2 separate regions of the Sus scrofa genome follow, and region 2 is linked to region 1. A link is a contact called in public HiChIP or PLAC-seq data. All regions are on one chromosome and are shown on one strand. Each heading gives the region's core, a stretch centred on a gene start, on an enhancer-like site or on the middle of the called end of the contact. The rest is flanking DNA. Distances are from core to core; before and after follow the strand shown.

Evidence for each region. HiChIP or PLAC-seq counts read pairs in DNA pulled down with a chosen protein or histone mark.
Region 2: a contact with region 1 is called in an H3K27ac HiChIP or PLAC-seq map of alveolar macrophages. The contact joins the promoter of NDEL1 here to the promoter of RPL26 in region 1. A contact is called at or near these places in 6 of 47 Hi-C or Micro-C datasets (alveolar macrophages, blood, epiblast stem cells and 3 more) and 2 of 2 datasets of contacts at active chromatin or transcription factors (alveolar macrophages and skeletal muscle).

What each region holds. Positions count from the first base shown.
Region 1 is chr12:53,548,578-53,555,435 of Sscrofa11.1, reverse strand. It overlaps RPL26 (ribosomal protein L26), which reads left to right and starts at 1,983. Exons shown (of 4, transcript NM_001243458.1): 1 at 1,983-2,017; 2 at 2,727-2,899; 3 at 4,402-4,542. The coding sequence starts at 2,732. It also overlaps a transcript of NDEL1 not described here.
Region 2 is chr12:53,599,019-53,605,848 of Sscrofa11.1, reverse strand. NDEL1 (nudE nuclear distribution E homolog (A. nidulans)-like 1) reads right to left here and starts at 4,016. Exons shown (of 9, transcript NM_001243862.1): 1 at 3,865-4,016.

The DNA of each region.
Region 1 (6,858 bases), core at 734-3,233:
AGAGCTCCAGACCACGGGTCAGGGGCCTTCCACCTCCAGCCCTCCCTCAAGCTCTCCCGCTGCTGCGTGGAGCTGATTTGAACACTCCTCCAACCTCAGTCAAGGGTGACCTCAGCCCAGGCCTTCCCTGACCCCAGGCTTCTCCTCTTCCCACAGCACAGAAGTGCCAAGTGCTGCCGGCCCAGGGAGCGCTTTTCTGGGGTCTTGGGGTCATTGATCTCCTTTTATTTCTCTTCTTAGACAATGAGTTTCCTGCAGGGACGAACTTGGACTAATTCCACTTTGTAGCTCCAGTGTGCAACTCTGAGCTGGCCCATGAAAGTGCTCCATAAACATTTGTTGAAATCAATTGCAGCACGAGAATTCTGCTTTTTTTTTTTTTTTTCTTTTTATCTTTTTAGGGCTGCACCTGCAGCACATGGAAGTTCCCAGGCTAGGGACTGAACCCCAGCTACAGCTGCCGGCCTGCTCTGCAGCCACAGCAACGCAGGATGTGAAGTGCATCTGCGACCTACACCCTACACCCTACACCAGAGCTCACGGCAACGCTGGATGCCTGTCCCACTGAACAAGGCCAGGGATCAAACCTGCATCCTCATGAATACTAGTCAGATTTATTTCCGCTGCACCACAACTGGCAACCCCTGGATTCCTGAATTACAAATAAAACCCCGGGGAACTTCTTCACAGCATGTGTAAGAACACAACTCTTTTTAAATCATGAAAACATTTGTTCTTGACTGAATCCACTCTTTGACTTGACCCAATGGGGTATTACAAATGGGACTGTACATAGAATTACGAGAAGGGGCTGGGAAGCCAGCCTGCATGGCTTGGTTAGAGGCAAGATTTATATATAACCTTGTTGTTCATGACAGGATTTATATGGGTTCCTATAACCTCGCACAAGCTCCTCTCACTTCTCTGTGGTCCAGTGTCCCATCTGTAAAATGGGACAATACCAGGACCCGAGGCTGTCTGGTGGAATAAAGGAGCGAAAATTGCAGGGAGTGGAAGAGTGTCCCCAACACTCGGAAAGCTCACTGCTCGTTGTACCACGCAACGCGTGTCTTCCCCCAGCATGACAGCCGCCTTACTCACTCAGCAGAAACCGATCCCTCAGCAGGGGCGCGGCCGGCGCTCACCCCGCAGTGCAGTCCTTTTGCAAGGGGAGCGCGCCCCCTTGCCTTGCTTCCATCAGATCCTGAACCGAATGAGAGCAGGCAGTGCAATTCGGAAAAGGGCACAGCTCTCGGCGGGAAAGGCTTCCCCACGCCGCGCTCCTTCAAAGCGCGATCTTGGACCAGCACCCTCGGTGTCCCCTGGGAGCTCGTTAAAAACGCGGACCTACTTGGGCGGGGTGGGAGGAGGACCCGGGCCCCAGTCCTTGGAAGGCCTCTTGCCGGCGGGAGCCGAACCTCGGGCGGACCCCACGGAGCAGTCGGCACACGCCGCGGCCTGGGGGCGGCAGCGGCCGTGGGGCTGGAGCTGGCTACCGGACAGACACACCAAACAGACCCACGCCCGTGGCTTGGGCGGGATTGTCCAGGTAATCGAGGTGCCCGGCCTGCCGGAATCCCAGCGCCACCTTGCTTTCAAATATAGGACCTGCTCTTTCCCGGCTAATGGGATACCAGTCGCCGGGCGCTAGGGAGTGAAGGGGCAGGGGTCCCTGGAGCCGCTCGTTCCCTCAACACCCGCAGCAAGAGTCAGAGCCTGAGCAGCCCCCGCCACTCGCCCAGGTACCACTGTTCCCAGAGAACTCACCTGTGGAACCCACAGCTCCCAAGGGAGGAACCAGGACCTGGAGAAGTGTTTTGCAGTCCCTCACAGTTCCCCTCCGAGACACAAGAGGTCGGTAGTCATCAGTTTCGTTCCCAGTTTCCTCTCCGCCGTCAACGCCGTGCCTCTCTCGCTCCAAGAAACATCTGTCTCGCGAGATCTCTCGGAAACTTACACAACCGGAAGACGACTGTGGTTCTCTTCCCTTTTGCGGCCATCGCTGAAGCGCCAGCGGGTGAGAATTTCCCCGGACAGTGCATATAATCTGCAGCCATCCGTTCACGAGCACGGTGGCTCTCGATCCCGGGGACCTAGATCATGTTCTGGAGGTCGAGTAGCAGCCAGAGAGGGGGGCCAGGATGGTCTCGGCCTGTTTTTCCCCTATCCAAAGGGCCTCCGGGCTGGGGGAGGAGGAGAGAGACTTTGGGACTTGGAAACCAGCGCTAAAGGGGAGGGAGCCTGTTGCGATGGAATCTAGCCTGTGCAGTGTGGTTTCCGAAGTAATGATCTCCATATAGTTTCTTGGTAAATGTGCAGAACTTTCAGATCGCGTTCGCCCGTCAGACGCCTTTTTGGACTCGAGTTCTGTGCGTTTTCCAGGTTCGGGATGAGGAGCCTGGTTTCATTCATTGTGGAGGGGTTCAAATGTGCTCACACTCCGTAGGCTAACGTTGATTGGTCTTTCTAAAACGTGATTCTATTTAAATTGAGTTGTCAATCTGCTTTGCCCTAATTCAGTAGATGTAAGTCCTATCTTAGCTTCCTTACACAAGAAGTTTAAAACAAGTGTTGATAGTGGAAAGTTCTGTTTTGGTGGAGTTAAAGGATTTATGACAATTTCTGTGAGCGTTGTAAACGTTCGAGATGAAACTGTTGCAGTTACTTGTTTATAAACTGAGTGAGGTTTTGGCCGTGTAAGGGTTTACATTTAATTTTTTATTTAGCCAAAATGAAGTTCAATCCTTTTGTGACCTCCGACCGAAGCAAGAACCGTAAAAGGCATTTCAATGCACCTTCCCACATTCGCAGGAAGATTATGTCTTCCCCTCTTTCCAAAGAGCTGAGACAGAAGTACAATGTTCGATCCATGCCCATCCGAAAGGACGATGAAGTTCAGGTATGTGCTGTGTTCTTATCATCATAGCGGATGTCCCACACATTTGGCATAGACGGTGGACTGCGTTCTGCAAGGGACACATCTGAGACACTGGCTCCCAGAACACGGAGTAGAAAGATGTTGAGCCAGGGACTAAAGTATAAAAAGTGTGCTGCTTTCTTCACCTTTACTTTGGTGAAAATCAGTTGCCCCAAGTATCAGATGCAGTCATAGTTAAACAAAAGAAAGATGGCTTGGAACCATAACATTAGATTGGGGAGTATTTTTTTCTGGGTATGTTTGGTTGTTGAGGAGGCATTTGAGGACTAGTAAACAATTGTGTGTCTGAGTCAAAATCCAGACAGCAGGGTTAACGAATCTGACTAGCATCCATGAGGATGGGGGCTTGATCCCTGGCCTCACTCAGTGGGTTGCCGGCGTTGCTGTAAGCTGTGGTGTAGGCCAGCAGCTGTAGCTCGGATTGGACCCCTAGCCTGGGAACTTCCATATGCCAAAGGTGCAGCCCTAAAAAGACCCAAAAAATCCAAACTATAGAAGTCCTAACTGAATCATGTTTCATATGATTGTTTGCAAACACTAGTAAATAATTTGTCAAATCTATTTAAGTGAAATTTTCTATAAATGTTTCCTACCTGATTAAAAGATTCAAGCAGTCTCTAAAGCAACTTCATGTTAGCAACATTATTAAAGTTCCCAAATAGTGGTAGGGGTTGAGAACAGCCATTTGTCCCTTCTGTGCTGGTGCTAAAACTGCCAGGAGATTTGGGAGGCAGTCTTCTCTGCTTTCAAGATATTTTTACATGAGAAAGTCTGACCAGAAGGAAACATCTGTTCAGAAGCTGTTTAGTAAGCTGCCAATCACTGGGACTCCTGGGTAGAGAATGAAGTTAGTTAACCTTTGGGAAAGAACTGGTATGCTCCCTTAAATATTAGCTGCTGCCCACTCTCTGGCAGTGAATTGGACACTTTAATGGGTTGTGAATTAAATATTTTTGGCCTCTGGCCTGTTCCTTTTGAGATGGGGTGACAGTTTCCTTGTCAACTTGGTCAAAAAATCAAGGTGAGCTTGTTGGCTTCCTTTTTTGGCTGCCCCACAGCATATGGAGTTCCCGGGCCAGGCATCAAATCTGAGCCGCAGTTGCTACTTACACTGCACAGCAACCCTGCATCCTTAACCCACCGCACCAGGAACCTGTGTCCCTGCGTTCCAGAGATGCCACCAATCCCTTTGGACCACAGCAGGAACTGCCGATGGGTCGTCTTTTGTAGGGATGCTCCGGCCATCACTGGAGATTTATATGGAGTATAGTTTATTTGCAGGTTAGTTAAAGCCAAAGAGAGAATTACTGGCACGCTTCCATTAATGATTGGGTCTTTGAAAACTGGAAGGGCATATATATAGCCGCATAGAGGAAGTGATGTTTACCTGGTTCATAGTGTTCCCGACAGGTTTAATGTTCTCTTATCCACCTATATCTGCTATTTTTGAATTCTGCATTTAGGTTGTACGAGGGCACTACAAGGGGCAGCAGATTGGCAAAGTAGTCCAGGTTTACAGGAAGAAATACGTCATCTACATTGAACGAGTGCAGCGGGAGAAGGCTAATGGCACAACTGTCCATGTGGGCATTCACCCCAGCAAGGTGGGTGTTCTTGAGGTTTTTGCGGATGCTTGACGGGAGGAGGCAAGCACAGCAGTTATTGGCAAATTGCTTGTTTGCAGAGCAATCCCATCTGAAGAGATTTTAGGTGTGCTGCAAAGCAGTCATAAAGCCAATACTGTATTTGAATTGAGTGTTCTAAATTTTTATGAAGTCAGGCTGTCTTTAACATTCTGTATGTATATTTATGTACTTTTTCCTTAAAAGCTATTAGTAAACTGATTCATCAATCTAACAATGGATAGGTCTTAAAATCTAGGAAATACAGTAATTTTTAGATGACATAGAGCTGGTACCCTGTGTATTAAACAGAATTGAGTAAAAGGTAAGGCAAGCTTTACAGCCCTGGCGAGTAAGTAAGAAGCCATTTGCAGATGGGGAAAGTCTAGGGCTTAGAGGCTAGAGCCTACTGCTAGTGATATCAGTCAAGTGAAAATAGAAGGTATGGCCTCATCCTCATGTCTTGGTCCTTAATGTGAATTCTCCAATATTGCTTTCTCTAATTTCTCTCAATTCAAAGACAATTATGTTTGAGATAAAGGTAATAAATGCACTTGTGCCTGTTCAAATACTGAGGTGTTTGTCTCTTCAGATCTTATGTTGGCACCATGAATCTAAGCTTCAAACTACAGAAAAGTCAAAACACTCGCTAGTACAGAAAAACAGCTGCTGCCTATCTAGCGCCTAGAATTCAGCAAACATTCCTTCCCCCTCTTCCCTACCCTCGGTGTATCACAAGCATCCCAAAACTTCACCTCTGTCTACTACAATATGTATCTCCTGAGAGTGAGAACTTACCCATTCTTTGCTCGAATCATATTTTTTGCCCCCACCACTAGATGAGCTGTTGCCAAGGTCACCAACAGTGACAGTCAGTGACTGACTCCTAGAGTTTTTAGAACTTAAGGCAGCGTTTGACACAGTTGGCAGCTGGTCCTCCTCTTGGCTCAGTGAGTCATCTTCATCTCCATTATTCCAAAGAGACTTCAATATCCCGTTGACTATTTTGCGTTTCAACTTGGCTAGCTAATGGATACCTCAAACCTAACAAGTTTAAACTGGTTTTGTCCTTGAACCCTCAACATTTGCTACTGCATCACCCTCTGGCAGTGCTATCCTCCTGATGGCTCAGGCCACAGTGTCATATTGATTATTATATACCCCGTGTGGGGTGATAAGAACCATCAGTGTGGAGTTCCCATCGTGGCTCAGTGGTTAACAAATCTGACTGGGAACCATGAGGTTGTGGGTTCGATACCTGGCCTTGCTCAGTGGGTTAAGGATCCGGTGTTGCCTTGAGCTGTGGTGTAGGTCACAGACATGGCTTGGATCCCAAGTGGCTGTGGCGAAGGCCAGTGGCTACAGCTCCGATTGGACCCCTGGCCTGGGAACCTCTGTATGCCACGGGTGGGGCCCTAAAAAGACAAAAAAAAAAAAAACCATCAGTGGCCTGCAAGACAACCTGATCTCCAGTCACCAGCTATTTCTTGCCGTCGTCCTATCCCACTCTCCACGTTCTAGCCTGATGGCATCTGCTGCTCCTACAGCCATGACAACTTGCTAGAATTGAAAATTCAGTTCCCAGGTCTACTGAAGCAGAATTTGGGGGCGGGGACCCAAGGGTCTATTTTTTAAATGTCACTAGACACCCAAACTTACACAAGTTCTCCTGTCTCTGGACCTTTATGCTTGCTGTTCTCTGGAGCACTCTTAGCCCTTCTCATCAGGTCTCTGTTCAAATGTAGCCCTGTCACTGGGGCCATACCTGACCACGATACAATGCGTGGAGCCCCTGTGCTCCAGCATTCCATTTACCGGCTAGAAGCTCCGTGGCGGCAGAGGTCGTCTTCTGGGTGCCCTGCTCTATTTCCAGACCTCATTCAGTGCTCTCTTCCCACTTGCCACACCTTCCTTCATAAGACCAAAATTTAGCATAGTCTAGGTGTCCTAGTGACTAGATCTGTTGCAATAAGACCTGTTAAATGACTTCACTAAAGCTTTCTGCACTGAAGTATATGTGGAGGCTACATTTAATTTCCAATCTACAGTTCTAAAGTTACTATAGAAACAAAAATGTGTACAACTTGGTTAGCTTATAAACCCGAGATTAGAGTAGAAAAGATGGTAAATTTTACAGTAGAAAAGCTGATTTTGCAATGAAGCACAGAAGAGGATGGGCCCTGATGCTGCACTGCCTTCTTTGTTGGCTGAGCATTAGGGAACACAAGCCAGGCTTGTTTGGGGTTCAGGAATCCCCCACACTCTGGCACTGATGTGTTACGGTGGCCACTACCACAG
Region 2 (6,830 bases), core at 2,767-5,266, 48 kb before region 1:
GCACGCCATCAAAAAGTCATCTGAATGTACTGAATGTGGAACCAATCCTTCTGCACACAGAGTTAGGGTTGTTTTTATGCAAATGTTATCACTCACAGGCCCAGTTTGAAACCTTTCTGTGTTAGACTGGTTTTTTTCCTGTTCTAATTGATCCATTCATACAGTATCAGAGGACCTACAGCAGCTACTGCTTTGAAGAGTGCTTAGAGGAATCTCACTGTTTACACCTGCACAGCTGTGGGAGTACTATAAAGTACCCATTTGTCCCTGATTTCTGGTTCTTAAATAGGGCCATATTCTTAACACTACCAATTCTTCCATCATTGTCCCCTAGCAGCTCACGTTTTAAATAGCCATTCATGTGAAACTTCTTGAGACTCTATTTCTTGTATCCTTGTCTAACTACTTGGCTGAGTGTCAAGTAAGTCTAGCAAAACTTTTTTTTTTTTGCTTTTTAGGGCTGCACCTGCGACCTATGGAGGTTCCCAGGCTAGGGGTCTAATGGGAGCCACTGCTGCTGGCCAATTCCACAGCCATAGCAAGGCAGGATCCCAGCCATGTTTGCAACCTACACCACAGCTAACAGCAACACCAGATCCTTAACCCACTGAGCAAGGCCAGGGATTGAACCCACAACCTCATGGTTCCTAGTTGAATTTGTTTCCGCTGCTCCACAACGGGAACTCCTCTAGCAAAACTATTTTAATATGTATTTTCATTTCACACACTTCTCTGTTTTCTTGAATCTTATTTGAACTGAATATTGACTACAACTTTTCTAATAAAAAGACTACTTTTACAACTCACTTATTGGTCCGTCAAAGAGTATTATAACCTATGCCAGGAGCCTTTTACTAAAATGAACAACAGCTTTTCCAGAACAAACCAATTAAAAACACTTAATGGGGAACAAGTGGTCAGAGCAGCAAAGCGTAGCTGTTAAGAGCCCAGACCTGGAGCCAGACTGCCCAGGTCTGAATGAGAGTCCTCCACTAGCTGACCTTGGGCGAGTTAGCTAATCACTCAGTGACCCATTTCCTCGCCTACAAAATGGGGAAAATTATTAAAAACAGGGGTGTTTTGAAGACTGAGTTAGTATTTGCACGTACTTAGTACAGAGTCTAGCACACAGTAAACACAGCATAAATTTTATTATTTTAAAAAACTGTGGTTCAGTTGCTGACCTCTGAAGTACAACCACAAAATAAATGCGCTTCAGAATTTATAACAAATGACTCCTTAAAATTAATCACTTCTGGAAGCTATGTGCATATTTCAGTGATACCACCATTACTGAAAACATTTCTACAATCTCTTTAGAAATAGCCTTAATGAACTAGATTAAAAACTAAACAAAAAGCTCTTTCTTTGTGGTCCCACCTCGCTTCAACTGCTTCCTAATATCATCCAGCTTTATCACTCTAATCACGCTAATTTTATTCATCAGATTTATTCTTTCCAAAAATCAGATTTTTTTTTTTTTTTTTTACAGATAACAAAAATGTGCTGCCACTGCAGATATTCAAAAGATGTTCTCAGGGGCAATAAAGACAATCTGTTCATTTTGCTTCAAGTTACAGCAGGAGGATGTGTTCACTGTGTTATCTGAAACTTTGTAACTGGAGATATCAGGCTATAGAGAGTTGGCCAACACAGAAAACTACACTGCTAAAAACAAATAAATAAATAAATTAGCTTTAATGACACATCTATAATCTTGAAGCTGAAATGAGGGTAGATGATCATATACTCTTTGCCGATACCCAATCTTCCCTCAACGCCACGTCTCATGGATGGGGCGTCTCATGGATGGGGCGTGACCCCGAAACAACTCTTACCTGGGTCATTAGCATACGGTATATGACCTTCAGCTGTCTGGCAGCTGACAAATCAACTCATTACGGCATAAAACAGCCTTTCAAAATGCTGTATTTACAAAGAAACTATTCTTTGTGCAATGGTAAGAAAATTCATTTTATATGAACTGTCTCTTTGTTGATCGTTGCAGAATGGACTCCTGAGGCTGGAAAAGTTCTTCTGGAATTCACCGTAGATAATAAATACCTTTTTACGAAATTCTTCTACTTCTCCCAAAAGTAACAATTACAGAATTTCAAACTTTTCAAAGTTGAGCATAAATATGGTCTCCCTCTTGGTCCTGACTTATTTTTCTACCTTATAAAGAGCAAAAACTTATGTCAGAAGTAATTTTAAGCTTTAGTAACCAAATTTACCCCAGCATGACTTAACATGAAAATAAAAATAAGTGTTGGAGAGATCATGAAAGCAACATCTAAGTTTTTACTGAGGTTTCTACTTATTTTAAGCATTCCTCACCCAATTTCAATTTATTTAATTAAAAAAACCTAAACAGGGAATTCCAGAGCAGTAGCGTAGTTAGATTTGGGGCTTTCACCTGTGGCCTGGGGTCAATCCCTGGTCTGGGAACTGAGATCCCACATCAAGCCACTGCACACCACAGCCAAAAACAAAAAATTTACGCCAAAACAGGAAAAAAAAAAAAAGCTTCATAAGATTTAGCAACTTCTATCTGAATCAGGTCAATGTGAAACCAGGGCTGGCCAAAGGGGGGATTTTGTTCCTTATGACATCTGATTTTAAACAACTTAATAAAAATTCAGAGGAAATATTTTAGTTCCCTTTTATTCTCTTCAACACGACTTAATGCTGCATTTTACCCCCCCAACTTCATGACTTAGCAAAGCCATTACCCTCTTTCATAAACAAATTAAAAGCAACACAACTTATCAGACAAAATAATTAGCCAACCGTGGACAAGTTTCAGCGTAGGATTTTTCTTAAAACTGAGCAGCAATCCTCATCCTAGGTGGGTCTGCTGAAAAAAATTTGAATAAATCTTCTACTAGCTTCTGGTATAGTTCTGGCAAGTCAAATTTACTATTTTGCTCTCCAGCTGAGAAGGATGTAAAAATCTCACGGAAAGAAACCACAACTCCAGGCAGGGAGACGCAAATTCTGAACCAAGAGAAGCCTCTCACTGGTTGGTGGAATCCACAGAATAAATCACCAAAACCCCCACCCGACCTGGTCTCAATTTCTCTATGGGTAGAATCACAGACAACCACTAACGAGGTGATGAGGTTCAAAGCCGAGATAACAAGGGTGTTCTCAAACGTGTAAAGGCGCCTAGAGAAACGTAATGAAATTATCCGTGAAGCACCCTCAATTCCCAGGCAAACCTTAAAAGGGTCACTTCGTTGCTTACCAGCTAAAAAACAAAGGCGAGTACAAGCAACCCGAACCCGTTTGGTGACACTTTCCTGAACTCCGAGAGGGGTAATTAGCAGTTCGGAGCTGGCAATCACAGGAATGCCACCGGAGCTCAAGGTGGGCAGCTTCCGCTCTCGCCCCCCGTGGGAGAGAAGCAACGAGAATTCAGAATCCAACCTGGCTCCGAACCACCCTCCAGATGAAGGGATGCGGGATGGGGGCTGGGGAGGGGGAGGGCTGGGCGCGCCGCTGCCACCTCCAGCGGAGCCACCCCTTGCGCGACCAGCTTCCCGGCCCACGGTGCCACGTCCCGGCCTCCGTCCCCGCCATCCCTCACCCCACCCCCGGATGCGGGCACATCCTCCGGAGGCCGCCCGGCTCGCTCCCTTCCAGGCGCCCCAGGTGGGCCACACCTCGGACCAGGGCGGGGAGGGGGCAGTTAGAGCGGTTGAAACAGTTGGCCCCGGACTGGCCGCCCCAGAACCCGGGCCCGGCCCAGCCCGGCGGGGGCTCGGACACAGCCCCCGGGGCTGGCAGGCTCCGCGGGGACAGGCCTCGGCGCCGTCGGCCGGGTCCGGCGCCCTCGGGAGCGGCCCCGCACGGCAGGCTCACCTCCAATGTGTCAAAAGCGCATGTTCGCCACCGCTCGACCGACGTCTCCGCTCCGCTGGCCTGGCCAGGCCCGCCCAGCCGCTCGGCTCCGCTCCCCGCCGCAGTCCTGAGCTCCACTCCGCGCACCTCCGCGCCCGGCTCCTCCCCGACACGTCAGAGGCTGCCTGGGTGTCCGAGGCCATTCTGTGACGCACGGGGGCGGGGCCCGAGCATGCGCACGAGCGCGCGGGCGGCTAGGGCGGGGCTGTGGCAGGGATGGCGTCACACGGGGCCGGGCCGGGCCGGCGCGCTGACGTCAGGCTGGCGGAGGCCTTCTGCGCAGGCGCCCCGGGCCCGCGCGGCGTGCCGTTTACGACTTTCGCGGGTCCCCGGAAAGACTCTGCGTTCCGGAAAGTGGCACTACCGTAGATGAGAACCCGCCTCCCAGTTTTCATCCACCAAACCCTACAAGTGTCTGTTTCGGGGTTCCCGTTTGAAAGAAGAATCTCGGCTCAGATCTCACATCCGAGTCCACCCCGACCACCCAATACCGTACCAGGTGTATTCTAGCACCGTCACACTCTCACACGGAGCTATGTCGGTTTAAGGGCACGTCCACTAGCTGAAATTTTATGCTACTTCTTGTCTTCCTCCAGTAAGATGTAAGTTCCATGAGAACCGGAACCTCATTCCTTGCTTATCCCAGCAGATAGCTTGGTCCCAGGGTGGGTGCTCAGATATTTGTTGAATGAGTGAATGGATTCATTGAGGGCACCAAGGGAATATAAATATATCCATGTATATGTACATATGTGCGTACGTGTTTTCATCCCTTCAGGGCCCCCAACTAATGGAATCCATATATATGTACATCCCCTAGGAGACTTGGAGAAGAAGACTTGGGGGTGTGGAGGGAGAAGGTGGGGAGAGACTGGCTCAGAAAGGAGAGAAATGAAGGGCAGCTGATTAGTGTGTGGAAACTTGGAGAAAGAGAAGTGTTTTAAAAGCAATTTTAGGAACTTTGGACGTTTCACGTACCCTGTAATTCTCTTATGTCAGTGCTCTTGGGACTGGATTTGTGGGGCTTTTGGACACAATGATGTGTTGGTACGAGCCTCAAGGCATGGACATAAAGGGGAACAGCACAAAATGGATTCTAAGAGATGTCCAGTGAAAATCTGAAAAGTGATTTGGGGTGTTAGAAAGTATGGAACTTTGAGTTAGACTCTGAAGGAGAGCAGGTTGAACAGTTTACTTTTGCTGTGCCCTTTGTATGTACTGGCAGGTGTGCCAAAGGCTTTGTCTGCATAATTCAATTCTCACAATAACCCCATGAGATAGGTACTGTTATTATTCCCATTTTACCAATGAGGAAACCGAGACTAAGCGAGATGAAGTTGCCCAATGTCACTCAACTAGAAAAAGGAGTTTTCGGAGTTCCCTTCGTGGCTCAGTGGTTGACGAATCCGACTAGGAACCATGAGGTTGCGGGTTCAATCCCCAGCCTTGCTCAGTGAGTTAAGGATCTGGCGTTGCCGTGAGCTGTGGTGTAGGTCACAGACACAGCTCAGATCCCGCGTCTCTGTGGCTCTGGCGTAGGCCAGTGGCTACAGCTCCAATTCGACCCCTAGCCTGGGAATCTCCATATGCCGTGGGAGCAGCCCTCAAAAGGCAAAAAGACAAAAAAGAAAAGAAAAAGGAGTTCTCACAGTTCAAACGCACCTAGTCTGGACTGTCTAACTCCAGAAACCATACTACTAACCACTCCTGTACTGCCATTCAAGGAGGACTATTAATAAGGACCATTAATTGGGCCAGAGCAGTGCGCTAAGAGTTGTACATACACTTCCTCTCTCAGTCCTCACAGGCAGCTTGTGAGGCTGGAATTATTATCTCCATTTTATGTTTTGGAAAACTGAGGCCTAGGGGAGCTGGGGTTTAAACCCAAGCAGGTCTTGGAGTTCCCACTATGGCACAGTGGGTTAAGAACCCAAATGCAGCAGCGTGGGTCACTGTGGAGGGGCGGGTTCCATCCCTGGCCCAGCACAGTGGGTTAAGGATCTAGCACTGCCACAGCTGCAGCTCAGATTCAGTCCCTGGCCCGGGAACGTCCATAGGCTGCAGGTGCAGCCATTAAAAACAAAAAAAACAACAAAAAACCCAAGCAGGTCTTAGTCCAAGCCCAGTGACCTGAGAGCTCGTGGAAGCTGTTTCAGGCTCTGGGGCTCTGCTTTCCTGGCTGAAGCTGTGCTCTGGTGGATGAGATCACAGGCCGAGAGGTGATTAAGCAGGGCGGCCTTCCTGTGGACCTCGTGCCAAGATAGAACAGTCCCACCCCAAGAGGAAAAAATAAAAGCTGCAACTCTGATCCCTGTCTCCTGGCTGAAGTCCTGGGAAGCACACTGAGTCACCTAATGGCAGGCCACGCCCTCCAGAAAGTGTTGGCGTCATCTTCCAGGCCACCACCCCTCCCACACAGCCTGGACCCAGAACTTGCGTTTATCAGGCCTGGTGTGTTGGCCTCATCTTAATGAATGGGCTTTGCTTGGCAGGGTTCTCAGAAGTATCCAAGCCCCATACTGATCTCCTTTCTCTGTGTCTGTTGAGTTTTCTCCCAAGTAATAGCGACCTGTTCCCACTCCCCACTTGCAGTGTGTCCCTCCCGGGAAAATCAAGCGAAAATGAAGACAGAGGGCAGCCTCCAAGGGGAAAAGAGGTTAAAAAGTCAGCTTTGTGAAGGGTTGAGGATCTGGCATTGTCACTGTTGTGGCTCCAGTCACTGCTGGGGCACAGGTTCGATCTCTGTGGTTCCAGCCACAGGTGTAGCTCCCTCCCCAAAAGAGAAATCAGCTTTGTGAAGGTAGAAAGGTGAGTGAGGATTGCCCGACCCTGTCTATATAAACCACTCGGAAGGGGTTTGCTGAGCCATGGGTCCCCTTCCAAGGTCTTTCGTGGATCGAGCCACGGTGGTCAGGGTCGAAGTCTCT